Regions from separate parts of the Mus musculus genome. Here regions 1 and 2 are each linked to region 3. The links are chromatin contacts, called in public ChIA-PET and HiChIP or PLAC-seq maps. All regions are on one chromosome and are shown on one strand. Each heading gives the region's core, a stretch centred on a gene start, on an enhancer-like site or on the middle of the called end of the contact. The rest is flanking DNA. Distances are from core to core; before and after follow the strand shown.

Region 1 (4,290 bases), core at 1,698-4,197, 470 kb after region 3:
TAAAGATGTAAACAATAGAGCTCTCGCTCTGGCGCTCTGAAGCTCTGGCACTCTGGCTCTTAAAGATGTAAGCAATGGGGGGCTTTGGGGGCTTGCTCTCTTGCTCCTAAAGATGTAAACAATAGAGCTCTCGCTCTGGCGCTCTGGCGCTCTGGCTCCTAAAGATGTAAGCAATGGGGGGCTTGGGGTTTGCACTCTGGCTCCTGAAGATGTAAGCAATAAAGTTTTGCCGCAGAAGATTCTGGTTTGTTGTGTTCTTCCTGGCCGGTCGTGAGAACGCGTGTAAGACATAGTGGCCATGAAAAGCTTAGGCCCAGGCAAGGTAGTACACGCCTTTTATCCCAGGAGACTGAGGCAAGCAGATCTTGGCCAGCCTGGGACTAAGCAAGTTACAAATCTAGGCGTGGTGGTACACACTTTTAATCTGGGCCACACTTTCTGCTAGAGACCTACATAAGGACATTGGATGAGGGAAGACTCAGTCTTCTTAGGCTGCTTGCACTGACTTGCTAGCACATCTGTTGGAATATACTTCTTGAGGATTCCAGCTGCACCACGATTCAGAAGACCAGTTGAAACAACTAGCCTCGTGTGACTGAGCAACTCCTAGATTCTTGGATGTTCCATTCACAGCTGCCCATCGCTGGATTAGTTAGCGCACAGACTAAGTCATTACAATAAATTCCCTTAATACAGAGAGACATTCCAAAAGTTCTGTGATTTAACCTCTAAGGACTTTCCACCAGTCAATTGTTTTCTTTGCTATGGCTCCTTGCTCCTTTTTGTCCAGTAGAGACTTAAATGGCTTACTGTCTGGCCCTCCCCAATTGATGAATCATTCAGAAAAACTAATATTCTAATGTGCCCTATTTTAGTACGCCATTGCTTTTGCTTCAACAGTCAATATAATCAATATAGTGAAGAAATCCCCAACTGGTATCTTAGATTATTTGCCAAAGAGTCTTGATCATATGGGCACTCTTAAACAGTCTGCAGATTGCACTGGGAATCATTGATTGAGTGGCTTCCTGTTTTGATTAATGAATAAATTCATTTTCTTCAAGAGAAATAAAAATCTTCCATTACACTTTACAGTTATGTTTATGAAGTTGTTTCACGCATACTCAACAGAAATAGTTTAATGTGGAAGCTGCATTGTTGTCATCATTGATTGATAGCAGAGTGTCTTTTTAAAATGATGTTTATGGTGATAAATACCAATTCTAATGGGGTGATGGAATAGCTATTTTTTTTTCATTTTCTCTAGTGCTTTTCAGTTTAAAGTTTAATATATCATGAATCTCAAAATTTCTTCTCCTTGACAATTGAGGAGCTGAAACTATTACTTATGAGCTTAAAGGTTATGGATACATAATATCATTCATAAAGTTCTACTCCAGTATCTAATGGCTGCTTATTTATGCTCAGAAAAGAAATATTAGCACCAATAATAACATATTTGAGAGTAGGCAAAATAAATTAGCCTTACTGGTTGAAGTTCAGGGTAATTTGTCACTAGTAATCTCTTGAGGCAAACCCAAACTTCCTTGCTACAAATTATATACATCTTGTGCATAGGAAAAGTAACTTGCCTTCACAACCATTTCTTCTTATTAATTCATTTAATAACCACTCAAGAGTGCCTGCCCAGCCATTATATTATGAAGACAGACTAGGGTATCACATGGTAGGTGGGCCTTATTTAGTTGGAGGCCTACAAAGTTCTACAGATGCTTTCAAAAGCAGGAGAGATTTAATTTGATAGTTGGAGATGAGCTGGTTGGATCAATGACTTGGTGAAGAGTTAAAGCATTCAGGACTATGTGTTCTGAGGCCGCTCCCTGCACTAAATGGGAATGTTGAAAATGACAAGATTGGAATAGAAAGGTTTTGGAAGTCAGGCTAACCTTTTATTAAATTTGTATTTTTTTGTGGTGGAGATCCAATACAGACCCTTAGCCTTGTCTATGCTAAGCAACCACAGATCTACAGCTTCTTTGTACTAATAAATTTTTCTTTTACTCTAAGGACAATGGAAGCATTAGATAATCATTATCAATGAACCATAGACAGAGACAGGAGTCTAATATTGGGGCTCAGGAGTAATTTTATCAAAGAATTTTCATTCTTGAGTGGACTACAAGGCTCAGTAGGAAATTGTCTTTTCTGCTAAGCTTGTGACTTGAGGTCCACCCCCAGAACCACATAGTAGAAGAATAGGTCTGCAGGTTGCACAGTAAGGCATGTTTATACCACGTCCACAATCATTGAGTGCATGTGAAAATGAAGTATTTTCACTTGGCTTGGTAGCACACATCTTTAAAAGCTTGGGAGGCAGAGGAATCTAGATGGGTCTCTGAGTTCTGGGCCAGGCATGGATTACAAAATGAGAGACTCTGACAAAAGAAAAATTCAACCAAGTATTTGTTTTAGACTTTAAAAGTATATTAAATGATGTGTCATTAAGAATAGGAACAGAGTTGTAAAGAAACTAAAATAAATTGGAAACACAGTAGTTATGTAACATGTAACATTTGGAACCCTTAGTAAACAAGGCTAGCCTAGAGAGTGGAGACTGAGGGCAAGCGCTTTAAACATTCCTAACAACTCTTCAGTTTTCTGGCATCTTTATAACTAGATAGTGGTTTCTTCAAGCATACTGAGAAGATGGGCAGCAGTGGAAGTTTCATCATGTACGTCAAGTACATTACGAATATAGATAAAAGTAGCATGCAAATAACAAGATTCTGTTGATTTCCTTAGAAACGTGCCAGGACTTTGCTTGAGAACGCATCTGAAACCACCGAAAGGTTTTAGGGAACTCCCAAACTAGACCTCCTCGTGGCTTGTCAGCGCATTCCCTCCGCACCGCTAGGGGGCGAGAGTCCGAAAGCCTGCCTACCCACGCAGCCGGGCCGCTCTTGGCGACGCGGTCTCGGTGACGACACTTCCGTCGGGCTTGCCGGGAGTCGCGCGCTGCTGCATCCACGGAGGCGGTGGGCTCGGGCAGTCATGGAGCACTCGGGAACCAGCGAAGGTGGGTGTGGGTTAGGCGGGCCAGCCGGGGTGGAGGGCCGTGCTGGGCACTGGAGCGCCGGGCTGACGGCCGGTCTGTCCTTTGTTTCTTGCTCCAGTGACAGGCGCAGACACGGCGGGACCCGACCCTCAGCTGGCGGTCACCATGGGCTTCACAGGATTCGGTGAGTGACTGCCCGGGGCAGAGCCCAGCCCGACTTCGCCCGGGGCTTGCGAGTAAAGGGTAGGAGAGCTGCCACTTTTGACCGGCGCCTTCCGCCGTGCCAAATCCGAATCGGTCCCATTTAAACTGTTGAGACCAGTTCAGGTGACAGTTGGAAACCTTGACGGAAAGGGATTACTATGGTGACCCAGTCTGAGAAAGACATTTAGTGGCGACCATTAAATAACATTTTGGTGGATATAGCGTTTCTTCCTCTTCAGTCTTAATGTATACCCTGGTCTTGTCACATTATTAGGTGATTTAAAAGAAAAAACAGTCTCAAAAGACATAATCATCTGTTAATAGTATCAGTGCTAGAAAAATCAAATGGAAATTGACCTGTAATTTGTTTTGGGAACAAATGTCTCTCTGATGTACCTAGTTCTCATTCATTCATTGTTTCATTTATTCATCTACTTAGCTTCTTCTAGGTAATTAGTCGATAAAAGGGTAGTTACAGTATTTACTTTTTTTCTTTCTTTTCTCCCTTCTTTTCTTCTTTTTCCTTCCCTCTTCCACCTCCTCTTTTCCTCTTCTTCCTATTCATTCTCCTCTTTTGTTTGTTTGTTTGTTTTTTGTTTTTTTCTAGACAGGTTTTGTGTGTGTGTGTGTGTGTGTGTGTGTGTTTGTGTAACAGTCCTGGCTGTCCTGGATATCACCCTGTAGACCAGGCTGGCATCGAACCCGTAAAGATCTGCTTGCTTCGGTCTCCCGGTTGCCTGGATTAAAGGCTTGAGCTACCACCACCCGGTGGATTTATTTTTTTAAAAGATAAATGTATATATAGTTATATTTCTGAGCGGTTGTTTTGCCTCTATGTCTGTGCACCATTTGCCTGCAGTACCTATGGGGGCCAGAAGAGGTCACTGGGTCCCATGGAACTAGAGTTACAGATGGTTGTGAGCCACCTTGTGGGCCCTGGGAACTAAACATGTCCTTTGCAAGAGCAACAAGTGTTCTTAACTTGTGAATCATCTCTCCAACTCCTGTTTTTGACTTCAGAAAATTAGGAGAATCACGAAGAAAAGGAAGTCAAATCTGTTTTTTTTTTT
Region 2 (4,261 bases), core at 1,708-4,207, 400 kb after region 3:
AAAGCTTTCACCTAGATAGATGCCTCAATTCTCTGTAAATGCTAACGTATACATTAAAACTGACACACCCACCTGCCATACCCATCCTCATTTTCTGAAGATGCTAACTTGTACATTGTAACTTTAACACACACACTCTGATGTTTTTTGAGGCCACAGACTATTCCTATATCTTACCAGGAAAAGCACATATTTAACATATATCAAACCTAACTTAGTATTTGAATAAAGGAAAACTCACTTGACCCAACCAGGATACTCTGGGCCAGGGTTTTTTCTGCTTGATACTTGTTGATGTCAAAACTTCTAATCTCATCTCCATGCTTGTTGAGATACCAATGACCAATCAAGCAAAGCCAGTCACAAGATCCTGTGAATAATAACAGCAATAACAAATAGCCTGAAATATTTACAAAGGATAGGTTTTCTCAACACTGACAAAATAACAGATGGAAACCACCTAAGTAAGGGAGGAAAGATTTGCTGTGGCTTCATTTCAGAAGGCCCAACTCTCAGTGGGCTGTTTGCACAGAATACCCTGCTGTAGGAGCACAGGGAAGAGCAGAGTCTTCGCCTCACAGGAGAAAGAAAGCAGAGGGAGTAGGGATAGTGGACCAGGATTAGCCTTCAAAGGTGCACCCCCAGTGACCTATGTTCTCAGACCAAACTCTTTAAGTTTCTAGAACCTCTCAAAACAGTATCACAAGCTGGAGACAGAATATTCAATCAAGATAATGAGCCTACGGGAGACATCTGAAAGTCAAATGGTAACACTGAACATGTTAATTTACAAGTTGGAGAACTTTTAATACATCTATAAAAATTCTTTTTTTAAAAAAAATTTATTTATTTTTATTTTATGTGAATTGGTGTCTTTCCTGCATGTATGTCTGTGTGAGGCTGTTGGATCTCCTGGAGCTGGAGTTACAGTTGTGAGCTGCCATGTGGGTTCTGGGAATTGAACCCACGTCTTCTCGAAGAACAGCCAGTTCTCATAACTGCTGAGCCATCTTCTTCAGCCCCAACAACTCTCTTTTTAAAAGGTAAGAAATTGCATTCTGTATTTCATCCACATCCTGAACAGAGGCAAAATGTATTTGCTTTCTTAATACGCTACTTCTCAGACAGTGGCCATAAACATAGTTTCATATGATCTGCATTTCTCAGTGTAGCTGACTATATTTTAGTAAAGAACGGCAAATTCCCTAGCCTCCTGCTCTGCCGATTCCCTTGACGTTAAGGTAGACTGTGGGATTACTCTGGCCAAGAGAGTACAATGGAAGGGACACTATGAATTTCCAAGGCTAAATCACAAAAGGGGAGAAAAATCCCTGGAGTAACCATTTATGAAACTCCTCTCACCAAGTAAAGCAAACGACCGTCAGCCCACACAGCTGTGAGCAAGTCCAAACTAGCTCACCTGAAGAAGCCTCCACAGTCCTGTTGCTACTGCACATGAAGTTGCAGCTACTCCAGAGGCTGAGGCAGGAAGACCAAATTCAAGGCTTCTCTGCCCAGACCTGAATTTATGGCCAGCCCGACCCTGCCTCAAAATGAAAAGAGCTGCCATACCACTGTTTTGGCACGTGAGGTGGGGGGGGGACATTTTTTTCAACTCAGGTTCTTCCCAAATGATTCTGGTTTGTGATAAATGGACATGAAACTAACCAACCAGTGTCAGCGAAGAATCAGAAGCTCAGGTGTTCCAAATGAAGGATGATTTAACCACACAAGGCGGCCAAATGAAGCATTTTATTCTGCATCAAAAAACAAAACAAAAATGCTATATTATTCAATGCCAAGTTTCCTAAATTTGATGACTACTCATGTAAAATAGCATTACCAGAAATATGCATTATTCTGAGTATGACAAGTGAATATAAGACTATTTAATATACGCAATCATCTTCAAATCAAAAGCTATTTCTAGGTAGTTTAATAATTCCTAAATACTATACATATGCACATGTAAAGAGAAAAATAAGGTACAGCAAAACATAAGGAACTGGTTAATCTAAAATACATATTTAATTACATTATGCAACTTTAAATGCAAAATTGATAAAAGGCAACAGGAGAAAACCCAGCACGACTGAGTTAATCATCGTTAGATTCTACTGGTGACAGCAACTTGTTAGTTTTGGTTTTGAGGGATTAATTGTATTATGTTTTTTGTCTAATGAGTCCTTCTAGATGTGAAAGACACTTAAAGATTTATGCAAAGGATTTGTTTGGGAAAAGATAGACATATTTTTTTTTTCAAGTAAAGCATAAAAGATAGAAAGACAGCAAACCCACTTCAAGATTTCAGTACGGTGCGCTACAGAATCACGTACAACCTCCCGTCACTTAGAATTCTAACAATCACCTCTCTCCTGGGATGCAGCAAACACCATTTTCTGACGCATACTGCAAAGCCTCTCAAAACACTGATGCTACTGGATAGACCAAGCACTACACAACAGACACTGCAGATGGAAGAACTGATTTTTAAAAAAAATCCGCTCCATGGCGCAAAAATATATGTATGACAGGAGTAATCTGCCCAGTCTACGGGAACCGGGGAAAGGTACCTTTATTTCAAACAAATCGGAGCATACAATTTCAAGAAAATCGCTGACGTCCCGGGCGGGGTTTGTGCTACGGAGGATGCTAGGAACCCGCGTCCATCCCTCACTGCTCTGCCGTCCGCTGGGGTCTCCTCAGAGGTTTCCTCGTGGCTGTGGCCGCAGAGTCCTGCCCGGAGGTCCCCTGTGGAGGTGTGAGGGGCCACGGCGGGGAGGGGACGCCTGCGACCCAAAGAAGGACCTGGGCGGGACGGCGGGCGGCCGCGAGGAAAACGGAAGTCCCCACAGCTAGCCCGGAGACCCTGGGAGGCGGGGGGCACGGGGACCGAGCCCCTGGGGAAGGTCCCAAGGCCGCCACCTCCCACCGAGGACCGCAGAGGCTGCGAAGCCGCTGAGCCCTGGAGGAGGCCGCGCCCGCCACCCCAGAGCCGTGTCCAGGCGACGCGTGGGCGGGGCCGCCCCACTGCGCATGCTCCATGCCGCTCCGTGGGCGGGCACCTGACGGATCCCCGCCCGCCCCGCCTCCTCGGCGTAGCCAGCTTTGCGCCGGGGTTCTGGGAGAGCGCTGCAAGCCTGCCAGAGTGGGTTACCTCCACCGAGTCTGTCCTGCCCTCCTGCTCTCTCCTCAGCTCGGTAGTCCTTTCTCTCTCCATCCATCCCTGGCTTCCCCTCGTGCAAGACTTTTGAGTTTCCGAGCTCTCCGTGGAGCTTGGCATGAGAATGCCTTAAGAACCAACATTTAGATCTGCGCTGTTAAGAGCAGTTGTTGCCTTTGTGGAGGACCCGATTTCAGAGTCCCAGCACCTACGACATAACCCTGAGTAACTCCAGTTCCAGGGCATCTGACACTCTTTTGTGGCTTCTGTGGGCACCAGCTACAAAGGTGGTGCACATACATACACGTAGGCAAAACACTCATAAAATAACAAGTTAAAAAACAACAACAACGGGCTGGTGAGATGGCTCAGCGGTTAAGAGCACCGACTGCTCTTCCAAAGGTCCTGAGTTCAAATCCCTGCAACCACATGGTAGCTCACAACCATCCATAACAAAAATCTGATGCTCTCTTCTGGAGTGTCTGAAGACAACAGTGCACACACATATAATAGATAAATAAACAAACAAACAAACAAAAACCAACAACAACAACAACAAAAACTTGCCGGGCAGTGGTGGCACGCCTTTAATCCCAGCACTTGGGAGGCAGAGGCAGGCGGATTTCTGAGTTCGAGGCCAGCCTGGTCTACAGAGTGAGTTCCAGGACAGCCAGGGCTACACAGAGAAACCCTGTCTCAAAAAACCAAAAAAAAAAAAAAAAAGTCTCTAGCCAAAACTTCAGCTAAAATTAGACAATAAATCGTGTTGGTCATGGAATTCTTCACATGTCATGAAGGATTTATCACAATTGGTTATCGATCAAATTAACTCATAAAAAGAATACTCGTCTTTTACCTGCTCAAACAAGGAGCAAAAGTTCAACCTTAACTCATCTGTGCACTTTGCACAATCCACACAGGTATCTTACAGTACTAAACTGTTGGTTGTAAGATTCACGTATTGCTGAATGTGCAGCTCTGACAAGGTTCATCCGCATGGACGCTGAAATGAGCTGCTGCTCCAGCCCCCTCCCTTCTGATGCTGTCTCCAGAGACTTGCTTCTAGAGCAGCTTCAGGAATAGCCCCAGGTTCCAGAC
Region 3 (4,548 bases), core at 1,505-4,004:
CATCATGTCTCCTCCAGGCGTTATTCCGGGAACCTCTGGAGATAGCCCACAGGAGATCTCCTGCTGCCCGTCTTTGTGTTTAATTTTCCTGAGCTCTGCTCTTATGAATGGACCTTTGCTCTAAAACGTTCCAAAGCTTCCCACTACCACAGGAAAACGTCTTGACTCTCCAGCCTAGCATTCTGAGTCTCCACAGTCAGACCCTGTGTCTGATCATCCACTCTTCCCCTAGACATCCTGAGGAAATGTGGGAACAGATGACACCCGGGCGCGACTCTCCATCCTACAAGATGACACTTAAGTCAGCCCATTTCCTGCCACCTTGTCAATATAACATGCCTGCTCCCGTGCCCAGTGTTTCCTCCTTCGCCTCTCAAAACCCAGCCTGTCTCCTACTTCTGTAATCAACCTGCTCCATCCAGCCCTGGCATTTCCTGAGTGTTGGGAATATCTTTCACCTACTTCTCTCACCAGCAAGTAACACATCTTCTTATAGTTTTCATTGTTCCTGTATGCTCTCATTCCACAAGCGTGTGGTGAGTGTGCCTTATGCCTCAGACTCCACGGAGGGCAGACACTGTACAATCCTCATGACACATAATGACAGCCTCAAACTTCTAAGTGCTCGGCACATGCCAGGTAAGTATTATCCAATAAGGTAAGTATTATCATTACCCTCACTTTACAGATGTGAACATTGCAGGTTAAACGGGTTAAATAATTTGCCCAAATCAACCTAACTAGGCAGTTAATTAACTTAGTAAGTGACAGATCTGGGGGACCTGTACCTCCCTGCTAATTGTGCCTTTACAGAGGAAGCCTTTAGTATATGTTTATGAATTAATGCAGTGTTGGCTACCAAAATGAGCAGAATGTGTGGCCTCCCATAGATATCCATACCCCAATCCTAGGAACCTGTAGACACAGGAGATTAAATTTTGAAGAGGCATTAGGGATGCAATTGACTCTAGGTTTGCTAATCAGGGCACCTTAAAATAGGGAAATTATCCTTCGCGTCGATACCTAGATGGGCCCAATGAGATCATATGGGTCCCTAAAAGAGGATGAGGGAATTGAAGATAGCTCTCAAGACGATTCGATTTATGGATTTGAGATGTCATTGCTGATTCTCCAGAGGGAGGAAGGTGCCCCTTGGAAGACGAAGAAATGAATTTGGCCTGAAGTCTCACACAATAAGACAGACCATGTCAGATTTCTAACCTACAGAAATGTACGATGATAGACTTGGTTATCATAAGTACAAATTTGATATTTGTACTGATCTTTTATGAAGGCAGCTGACCCGAGGCAGACTGGTTCCAGATCCCCAGCCAAATCCAAACTATCCCCAAGAACTGGCATTGACTGACCCGGTGAAAACTGAGTAAGCCATTCTTTTTAGAACACGAATAACTGACCCTACCTCCACAGCAGTTCTTTGTAGGCAGAGATTATGCCACACACAGTATAGCCTGATTTCTGGGCTGTGCCTTTCCTATTCAGTCCCCACAACTGTTCTGAAAATGACTTTACCAAGAACGATGTGAAACTGAGAGTCATGTGTTAATGGCAAAATTTCCTCAGGAAGATTATGATGACAATCAAAACATGTATGGTATCCTTTTAAAATATCATTACTCCTGTTTTTATTCCAAAGCACTTCCCATGTATTATGTTAGGTGTCTACGCCAGGCCTTAAGTGTGCCTAAGTGGCAGTGTCAAGTGCACACCATGGCTTTTGGATTGCAGTTTTTGAATTGATTCCAAGAATTTTATTCGTAAAATTCCCAAATAGCACTGTAAGGGGGAGAAAGCATTCTTCTGAAATGGGGGAAAGCTGCCAGGTAAGTATTGTAGTAAGAGATATGGAGCAGGTATGTGACTGTGACTGTGCTCAGCTCCACGACCCTACTTGCTGAGCCCACACTGACCTAGTGGTATTTAAGTATGTGTGGGCTGTAACAGATTGGCGAGGCTGATGCTGGCATTCACATCCTATTTCCTATTGCTTATTCAGCTGCCTTTGCTGGATATCAGTAATCACCAAGACCCTTTCCTCTCTGCCCCTTCATTCTCAAATGAATGGAGGACACATTGCTCTCAGCTAGTGCCATTTGTAGTTTATGTCCTATAGTCATGCAAACAAAAATAGCATATATATATATACATTTGTATGTATACATGTGTGTGTATTTGTACATATACATATGTATGTATATGTGTATGTATACATATGTGTGTGTATGTATGTCTGTTTGTGTGTGTGTGTATATATATGTATATATATATATATATATATATATATACATTCATTAACATCTTTAGGAAGTAACTTTCTCATGTATAGAATGGCAACATTAAAAGGTTTTGTTTGAAGCCTTTAAACAAAGGTGGTGGCGCACGCCTTTAATCCCAGCACTTGGGAGGCAGAGGCAGGCGGATTTCTGAGTTCCAGCCAGCCTGGTCTACAAAGTGAGTTCCAGGACAGCCAGGGCTATACAGAGAAACCCTGTCTCGAAAAACCAAAAAAAAAAAAAAAAAAGGTTTTGTTTGTTTGTGTTTTGCTTTTGCTGGCCTCTGTGCTGTTAAGGATGGCCTTGAACTCCTGATCACCCCCTGCGCTGAGAGGACTCGAGATTTTATGTGGTACTGAGGCCCATACACAAAGCACAGTGCTTGCTAGGAAGGCAGTCTACCAAATGAACTATGTGCCCAGCCCCTGCTTACTTCTCTACAGGTGACGTTTATATAGTGACGTGTGTGTTCCAGCAATAGAGTCAATAGCACAAACAAGCACCTCCTCTTGTGAAGTTACGTACGAGCTTCTGGGAGCCTTTCAGAAAAAGTGAAACAACTTTGCCCAAGGTCACATATTTGACGAAGGGCAGCCAGTTTGGGACAGCTCACTGTATCTGGAAGGCCGTGTACTTTCCACCCTGCCGCGCTATCTCGGGTTTGTTCCCGATTCCTTCAGAGCCACCTGTTCCCATCCTCATGCCACCCACGAGAAGATAAAACAGAACTGACTCCCCAGGAACTCCAGAGAAAACAAGAACGCGGGGGGGGGGGCTGGGAAAAGCACGGGCTCCCTGGAGTACTGGGTCCCCCCGTGGGGGTGGGAGGGGGGGTGGGGAGAAGCCGTTGCTCCGCTGCACCTTCTTGGCTTCTCTGCACCCGGGCGCCGCCGGAGCCGGTGGCCAGAGCGATGCTAACCGCAGGCAGGTGCGCTCAGCCCCGCAGTGCGCGTGCGCACAGCCCGGCAGGACGCGCCCGCAGCCCCGCCCTTCGCTGCCGGGTGGAATCCCTCCCAGCTGGGCAGGAAAGCAGTTGTTTGCTTCCTGGTGGAGCGTTCCACTTGAAACGCTTCCACGAGGGCTGTTCTCGCCTCCGACTCCGGGAAGAACTGTAATTAACACAGCAACAAACGCCCACGACGCTAACTGGCAAAGGGAGTGTAACACGAGCCCCGCTGCTCCAACCGAATTGGGCCAATTGCTTGCCTTCCCTCCCTGCCTCCCGATTTGGTCTGTTTTGGTTCCGCACTCATCCAACTGGAGCGTTTCTTAAAACATGTCAGGGGCTGGTGTTTGTGTTTGGAGTCGAACAGTTTCGCAGCCGTCGCTGGAGACGGTGCTCGGCAGGCTGCTGGGCTGGGGACTCGCTTTCAGCTAGTAGCGCGAATGTCAGGTAGAAAAGTTCAGAGAGAGGCTAGAAGGATGCGAGGGAGGAGGGAGACAGCGGGGCCTCGCCCGCCTTCAGTTGTCTGTAGTCGGTCTGTTGTCTTCACCTTAGCAAGACAAGTAGAACCGGTCTGTCTGCTCTCCAACCGGAGAGGGTGGGGCATCCCAACGCACCTGGCGGCAGCTGCGTCCCTGAGATCAAGCTTGGGGCGACTGAAGAAGGGACGGGGCGGGCTCCCGGGGGTGGGGTGGGGGGAGTATGTGCACACAGTACTTGGGTCTGCAGGCGTGCCCAGCAGGCGTTGCGGTGGCCAGGGTTCAGGGATTGTTTTGGTTCTTTGATCTGTGTGTAAGTTGTGATGCTTTGGTTATATTTAACCTTGCATCTGCCGTGTACGGTCCACTGCCCAGCAGCTTCTTGAGAACTGGTTTTGGATAGAATCTCCAGGCTTGCTATAGAACTCTTTTCTGCCTTCAAACTCTTAACAAGACTCTTTGATCAGCGACCTCCCCTGTCGGCTCACTTGGTTCAACGGTTGCCCGGAAGGCATCTGGAGGTGGGGCGCAGTTGGTAGTGTGCCTAGCAGGCATGAAGTCCTGAACTGAGGATTCCCCACCACATCATAGACCTGGTGTAATAACCTAGCCACTTCCCTAATCCCAGCACACCAAACTTGGGGGGCTGGAGGACCCTGAATTCAAGGTGTTTGCCGACAAAATGAGTGAAACCAGTCTGGCTTTTGAAAGACCCCATCAAAAACAAAAGAACAAATAACATTGTACAAAGGGAGATTGCTTTGAGAAATACTGCAGCCTTGTTAAATGTCTGCATCTGTGTGATGTTTAGAAGTAGCTCTCTGGTAACAGA

The links. ChIA-PET counts read pairs in DNA pulled down with a chosen protein or histone mark. HiChIP or PLAC-seq counts read pairs in DNA pulled down with a chosen protein or histone mark.
Region 1: an H3K27ac HiChIP or PLAC-seq map of thymic regulatory T cells shows a contact between it and region 3, with 4 times the contacts expected there. The contact joins the promoter of Wdr70 here to the enhancer-like site in region 3. A contact is called at or near these places in 4 of 39 promoter capture datasets (the C10 cell line, liver and pre-B cells), 4 of 484 Hi-C or Micro-C datasets (CD4 T cells, LSK cells, Sertoli cells and 1 more) and 3 of 115 datasets of contacts at active chromatin or transcription factors (the 230-238 cell line, the SCID.adh cell line and thymic regulatory T cells).
Region 2: an RNA polymerase II ChIA-PET map of memory CD8 T cells shows a contact between it and region 3, with 13 read pairs. The contact joins the promoter of Cplane1 here to the enhancer-like site in region 3. A contact is called at or near these places in 1 of 39 promoter capture datasets (the C10 cell line), 3 of 484 Hi-C or Micro-C datasets (myeloid progenitors, regulatory T cells and uterus) and 4 of 115 datasets of contacts at active chromatin or transcription factors (epiblast stem cells, memory CD8 T cells, microglia and 1 more).

What each region holds. Positions count from the first base shown.
Region 1 is chr15:8,097,866-8,102,155 of GRCm38.p6, reverse strand. Wdr70 (WD repeat domain 70) reads left to right here and starts at 2,947. Exons shown (of 18, transcript NM_001081402.1): 1 at 2,947-3,037; 2 at 3,135-3,200. The coding sequence starts at 3,013.
Region 2 is chr15:8,167,802-8,172,062 of GRCm38.p6, reverse strand. Cplane1 (ciliogenesis and planar polarity effector 1) reads right to left here and starts at 2,957. Exons shown (of 53, transcript NM_001162906.1): 1 at 2,574-2,957; 2 at 1,669-1,757; 3 at 242-370. The coding sequence starts at 322. It also overlaps the pseudogene Gm46494.
Region 3 is chr15:8,568,122-8,572,669 of GRCm38.p6, reverse strand. No RefSeq gene overlaps it. Among named protein-coding and RNA genes, the nearest start is that of Gm46508, 12 kb to the left of the region's middle. Within about 2 kb of position 2,754, at least 290 of the 459 cell types and tissues checked have an H3K27ac peak or open chromatin away from gene starts, as enhancers often do. A contact at or near this core is called in the 230-238 cell line, the SCID.adh cell line, Sertoli cells and 6 more, where this site is marked.